Regions from separate parts of the Podarcis muralis genome. Here region 1 is linked to region 2. A link is a contact called in public Hi-C data. All regions are on one chromosome and are shown on one strand. The core of a region is the stretch at or near the end of the contact, and the rest is flanking DNA. Distances in the headings are between cores, read along the strand shown.

Evidence for each region. Hi-C and Micro-C count contacts between places; a contact is called where the count stands out from the background.
Region 1: a Hi-C map of blood shows a contact between it and region 2, with 4 times the contacts expected there. The contact joins the promoter of RAD51C here to the promoter of TRIM37 in region 2. A contact is called at or near these places in 2 of 3 Hi-C or Micro-C datasets (blood and tail).

What each region holds. Positions count from the first base shown.
Region 1 is chr15:41,487,106-41,490,376 of rPodMur119.hap1.1, reverse strand. It overlaps RAD51C (RAD51 paralog C), which reads left to right and starts at 2,000. Exons shown (of 8, transcript XM_028708904.2): 1 at 2,000-2,181. The coding sequence starts at 2,061.
Region 2 is chr15:41,312,535-41,315,989 of rPodMur119.hap1.1, reverse strand. It overlaps TRIM37 (tripartite motif containing 37), which reads right to left and starts at 1,446. Exons shown (of 26, transcript XR_003703842.2): 1 at 1,201-1,446; 2 at 1,000-1,099.

The DNA of each region.
Region 1 (3,271 bases), core at 751-3,250, 170 kb before region 2:
TGTGTTATAATATTCATGCATCGTTTTGTGCGCAAGATTGCATGCGCTCAAGTGGTTTACAAGTAGAAGACTGCAGGAGTTGTAAGATTTATGCATTCTACTTATGCTACATTGCATTCCTGTGTGCAACATTCATTACCCTGTAACATTTATGCACCCTGACTGGTTTATAATAAAGATTGCATGACTGCGCGAAGGGGGTGGTATTCATGCACTGTGTGAGTGGTTAATATTTATGCACCCTGAGTGGGTTGGAATATAAGATTGCACAGCTGTGGTGTGCAATATTCATGAAGTGTGCAGATGGGTGGGATATTTATGTACCTTAACTAAGTTACAGTAAATGGTGGAAGTAATTTCACTTTGTATGATCATTAAATTCAGTGTGTGTTATATTATTCCATCTGTGTGTCTCTGTAATATTTATGCATTCTATTGGGTTACAATTAAAAAATGCCCAACGTGTGTGCAGCTAGAGGCCCAGGTCTAAATTTTTGCACCTATTTCGGTGCTTTGGATTAAATTTTAGGAAGTGGACAGGTGAAAGGACGTCTTCCAATAGTTATTTAGGATAGGTAAAGGAAGCATTCAGGTTCAGGAGCAGTCTACCACTCAATACCCTCCAGAGTCATCAGTTTGACTGACTCCTTATTGGAAACAGGAAACTAAACTAGGTGGCTGCTTAATCTAGCAGCAGGGATCTTCTTTTCCAGAAAGAAGCCAATAAGAAGTCAAATAAGATTACCCTGGGAGGGGATCCAGTCCTCTAAGATATTATTAATACCCCAACCTCAGAATCCTGTACGTATTCTCAAATGCATCACATCATTTGGTGATTGCAGAGGAATTTCAGGCAAAAAAAAGCACAGGGTTAAAAATAAGAGAACACGGTATTGCAGAGATAATTCAGGGGGCCAAGAGTAGATCCAATTAAATAAATCGAGGTCTAAATAGACATGACTACAGTCTCAATATGTGCAGGGAACAGCCAAACCAGGAAACTGTGTATCTGAAGCCTATATGGGTCTTAAGTACCGTAAGTCCCATTGAGCTCAGTGGGGCCTATTGCCATGTACTGTAAATAGGCACAGCATTGCCACTGTGCAGCACAATCCTATACTCAAGATCCTTTGAATTAAATGGGGTTTATGCCCATGTAATTGAGGAAAGGGTAGAAATCCTAGATGTGTCTCTTCAGAAGCCCCATTGAATTTAATGGGATTTTCTCCTTACAAGTGTGCACTGGGGTGCGTTTCCCCTCAGGAGTAGCATCCAGTGTATTTGATGGGATTTACGGCAGTGTATTTGGGCAAAAGACTGAAATCCTATGTGTTTCTCAGAAGCCCCGTTGAATTAAATGGGATTTACTCCTGTCTGCAGGTAACTGGGCCACAATGGGCCATTGAAATAAATAGGATTTACTGCCATGTTAAGTGGGCACACGGTTGCATGAATTAAATGGGATTTACTCCTACGTTAGTGGGCATCAGGGTTGCAGCTCCATGTTTGCCTCCTCAGAAGTAAACCCTACTGAATCAAGTGAGATTTACTGCCTTTTAAGACGGCGTGGGGTTGCAATCCTATGAATTAAGTGGCTATGTAAGTAGGCGTCAGAGTTGCAGCTTCATCTTTGTCTCCTCAGAAGTAAGTCCCACTGAATTAAATGAGATTTACTGCCTTTTTAAGATGGTGCGGGGTGGTAAACCACACTATGACTTAAATGGGATTTACTCCCAATGCAAGCGGGCGCCAGGGTAGCGACCCCATGTTTGTCTCCTCAGCAGTAACCCCCATTGAATCAAATGGGATTTCCTGCCCAGGGTTGCGACTGTATTATACACGGCTCCCCAGGAGCTAGCCCCATTGACTTCAATGGGATATATAATACTGTACTGCCAAAAGTCAGTAAGGGAGCGGGGCTGCAACCCTCTGCCGGTCTCCTTTCCTCAGAAGCTACTACTGTATTTCTTCTTCCCCTGTGGGAGGAGAAAAATGCCGCTCCAAAAAGGGGGCCGGGCTGAGAGGAATGGAGGACCGCCTTCTCCTCCTCCTCCTCCATCATGGAGCCGAGGGACGTGGGCAGCTTCCCTTTGCCGCCGAGTCTCCGGGAGAAGTTAGTGGCTGCCGGCTTCCAGACAGCCCAAGAAGTGGTCGAGGTCGGGCCCTGTCAGCTCAGCAAAGGTACCGACGAAGAGGCGGCGGCGGCGAAGAAAACGCCGTAGCTGAGGAGAAAGACGTTTTCCCGCGCAAACGCTTCCCGCCAATTTTTTAATTTCCCCCTCAGCCAGCCTTGTCTCGGTTTAGGTGCCAGGCGCCCTCTCCTCAGGTTTTGGTGTCCTCGGGTGTCTTCCCGTGTAAAAGTTGGGGTGTCTAGGCGACGTTTCGACGAGGTCTCACTCGTCATCTTCAGGCTGGTGCTTTCGGCTTCTTGTTACTGGAACAGAGCAGGATCTCAGTGTTTGAGTTCCTATAAATACTGTTGAGGAGGTGTGGCCTCTAATGTTCTTGGGCAGAGAGGAAGTTCCCAGGCTAGTGTGCCTTTTCTTCTTTTGTTTCTTAATTACTTGAGGGATATCTTGAGTGATTTCTTGAGTTGTATCCTGAGTACCACTTATATATATATATATATATATCTTGGGGCCCCACTCTCTTGGGTCCCCCAAAAAATTTAAAGGAAAAAAGTGGATGTACATTTCCAAAATATAAGATAAAAAACCTGCCCCCCATTTTATTCATGTTGGCACCCCTGTTCTGTGAAAAAACCCTATGATGGTGAGCAAGCAGACAGGAAGACAACTTGCCCACCATCACTTATTCTTCACAGAAATATTATTCTAGGGTGTTGGGTGAATTCTGCATTACTGCCAGTGTGCCTTGTAGGTGCCCTCTGTGAATTGGGGCCTACGATATAATAATAATAATAATAATAATAATAATAATAATAATAATAATAATAATAATAATACCTGCCCTTCACCATGAGGTTGCAGGGCAGGTCACAACAATGTAAAATACAGCGTTTTGTGTTGTGTAGGCTCCTATGATGTACATATTTTGTTATGTGCAAATGGCTTTAGATACCTATTAGGTCCATAAATTACCATACAGCATATCTTCGAAACAAAAAACAGCAGCGATTTGTTGTTGACAAAGGACAGCTGGACATATAAAGGGCCCCATTACCTTCAGCAGCTTAGGGCCTCATGAAACCTAAATCCGGCCCTGTTCCTCCTCCTAATAAAAAACGATAACATGATAATATATCCCAGCC
Region 2 (3,455 bases), core at 197-2,696:
AAAGCTGTAGCCTTTGGAAGGGTGCTTAGAATTATCTGAAATAAATTAATTCACTTGCCTGTGAGTAAATGGGGCAGGGACTCAGAAATCTTGATTCCAAAGTAGCCCCACCAACACACTTTAGGAAGGCAAGGCGAAGAAGAGGAGACCAAGGGAAGGACCCAGGAGTCCTAGCCCCCATATTAACCTCTTAACTCCTGTCGCCACCCGCTCCACTAACCCCTGATAATAAAGAAGCCAGGAAGCTTAGCTCCAAACTAACTAACACATACATACACTTTAGGAAGGCATAGGAAAGGAGACCAAAGAAGGGACTCTGGAGTTCTGACCCCCCCCCCCCCGCAAAAAAACCCTCCAGTGACCAAGAGCAGGAAGGAAATCCCAGGAATCCTGATTCCAATTTAACACATACATAGAGCAAGAAGATATGGGGATGGAAACCAAGGAAGGGACTCAGGCCTCCTGTCCCAGGCCCTGCCCTCTGAACTAATAATAATAATAATTTTATTATTTATAGCCCGCCCATCTGGCTGGGCTTCTGCAGCCACTTCCGGCGGCTTCCTCTACTACTATTCCCTCTACAAACCCATGATAGCGAAGAACCCAGGAGTCCTGGCTGCAAAATTACACTCACAGATATACATATACACAAGCACCCCTTAGGAGAGGAGACCCAAGGAAGGGACCCAGGAGTCCTGCCCCCACCCCCGCCTAGTATTGCTGCCCCTTTCACTAATATGTGATAAGAGAAGAACCCAGGAGTCCTGGCTGCAAAACAACACACATACACACACACACTCCAGGAAGGGACCCAGGAGTCCTGCCCAGCCTAGCGTTCATCCCTCCCAACCCGAGCGGGGAGGAGGACCCAGGAGTCCCGGCTCCACTAAGCCCACCGACCCACTTTCTGAGGGAGATGCGAGAGGGCGAGGGGTTTTTAAGGCCCCTCCATCCCCTCAGCAGGTGGATCCCCCGCCTGTTTATTTTATATTTTTTTACCTCAACACTTTGCTCGTCCATGACTCAAACAGCGTCTCCCCCTCAAGCGAGCGGAGGGGTGGGAGGGAAAGGAAGCGAGAGAGGCCTCCGGCGCCGTCACCTGAGGGAAAAGAAAAATATTATATTATATGTATGAATGAATGTATGTATTAATAAAACACACTGCAATGTGGAGGGAGGGGGTGGCCGGTTTTTAGGCACCTCACGCCGCAACCGCCCGGTGACCAGCCATTTTCCTCTCAGGCGAAATAGGAGGGGCGAAGCCGGGGGGCAAGTGGTGGGAGAATAAATAACAGGAATAACAAGGCAAATAACACGGGAGTCGTTAACGGCGCCTCCTCCTCCTCCCGCCTTGCGGCTGAAGGGGGAGAGCCGACGAGGCTCCTTCTGCCTCACTGCGCATGCGCCGCCATGCTCCCCTCAGAAAGGCCGGAGCGCCGGAGCAGAGCGAGCGAGGCAGCCGGCAGCCGCGCATGCGCCTATCTCTTCCCCGCCCTCCAAGGGAAATGGCTTGGGCTCGCCGGTGCTTTTCTCTCTCCCTTGGGCGAGAGGGAGGGAGGGCCCCGCGGCACATGCGCAGTACGGGCTCTCTGGCTCCGGAGGCTGCCGCATTCAGTGGAGGGGGATGAGCGCGGGTTTGTTTGGATGGCGGAAAAATAAGGCGCAGCCTTATAAATCCCTCCAGGGTGAACCGGGGAGAGGATTTTGGCTGAAACGCTGGGGAGCTGCTGCCAGTCAGTGTAGGCAGTACTGAGCTAGATCATGGATCAGTGATTGATTTCCTGTGTTTCCAAATAAGCTCAGCAGAGGTAGGTTAGCGTAGCATCCATAGCTAAACCTTACACTGCCACTTTTATTTTTTGGGGGGGAGGAAATAACTCCAAAAACCTCTCCATTTTCACCGACCAAAATGAAAGCTTGTGAGCAAGATTTTGAGTATGCCAGAACTCTTTATTTTTATCAGGGTTGCATGGATGTGGCCAAGGGGGGCAGAGGAGGGCAGCTGCACCCCCCTAAATCCAAGTAAATAAATAACTGAGGTTCTGCCCCCCCCACAACATAAATCCTGGCTACACCCATGCAAGCTATTTATTTATAAAAATATTTTATAGACCACCATATCATAAAATATCGGCAGTGTACAATATTAAAACTTAAAGTAGTTTATAAGCATATAAAAATATTATCATCAAGGTCTCTGGCTAACCAAAAATAAAAATTAAATAGCTACAAAGGCCCACCTACTATTATAGATGCCTGAAGGTCAAAAGCTTGAGGCCAGTCTTAACACTGGGGACTGAAAAAAATGGCAATTAAGCCAGGAATGAGGCACCTGCGGCTCTCCAGATCTTGGACTTGAACTCCCATCAGCCCCAGAGGTCAGGAATGATGGGAATTGTAGTCCAAAATATGGGGGACACCAAGTTGGGGAAGGTTTCATTGGATCCTAGCAAAGCTGGTGCTAAGAGTTCAGCTCCTTGGCCAGCTAGTGCCACAGTAATTAATAGAGCAGCTTATGTTCTGCAAGCCTATTAGAATGTATATCCTGTTTGTGGTAGTGGTTAGACCAGTGCTTCCCAAACTTGGGTCTCCAGCTGTTTTTGGACTACAGCTCCCATCATCCCTAGCTAGCAGGACCAGTGGTCAGAGATGATGGGAATTGTAGTCCAAAAACAGCTGGAGACCCAAGTCTGGGAAACCCTGGGTTATATTATTGGACTAGGACCTAGGAGGCAAGGGGTCAAATCCCCACTTGGCCATTAAGCTCAGGGTGTGTGATCCTGGGCCAATCACCACCACCTCTTGGCCTAACCAAGGGTTCTTGTAGGGATTAAATGAGGCAGGGAAAACCATGTATTCCACCTTCAGCTCCTTAGCTAAATGCAATTAAAAATAATATATACACAAGTCTTAGTTTCTGGTATTTATGCTACTTTTTTAAAAAGAAGTCACTCGCTATAACCCTAACAGCCACACATTTTAATCTGTTCCCCCCCTGCATTCATTACAGCAAAACTCTGATCGCCAAGTCAGTACTGTATTTGTGATCAACGTTGCTCCGGTTTTCCTGTCTACGAATGCTGACACAGTTTACATAACCCTGTACATGTAGTTTAGCAGCTCCACTGCCACCCGCTTCGCTGGGCACCACTCAATGAAGGGGTTAGCACACTGCGGCTTGCAGTTTATGCCACAAAGAAACTGCTTATACAGTGAGGGGAAAACAGGCCAGCTGACCAAGCAGATTCTGCTTATTATCCTATTATTTCCTCAGAGAAAACCTATTTCCCCAGCACATTAGGAGTACTAATACTTACTCAGCTGTATATTACTTTTAAATTAAGTGGGACTTCACTTCTGTGCCAGAATGAATAGGACTAAACTGCACGTAATTTATGGGGAAGGGGTCCCAGCTCAGTAGCAGCATTATCCGCTTTGCATGCAGAACGTCGCAG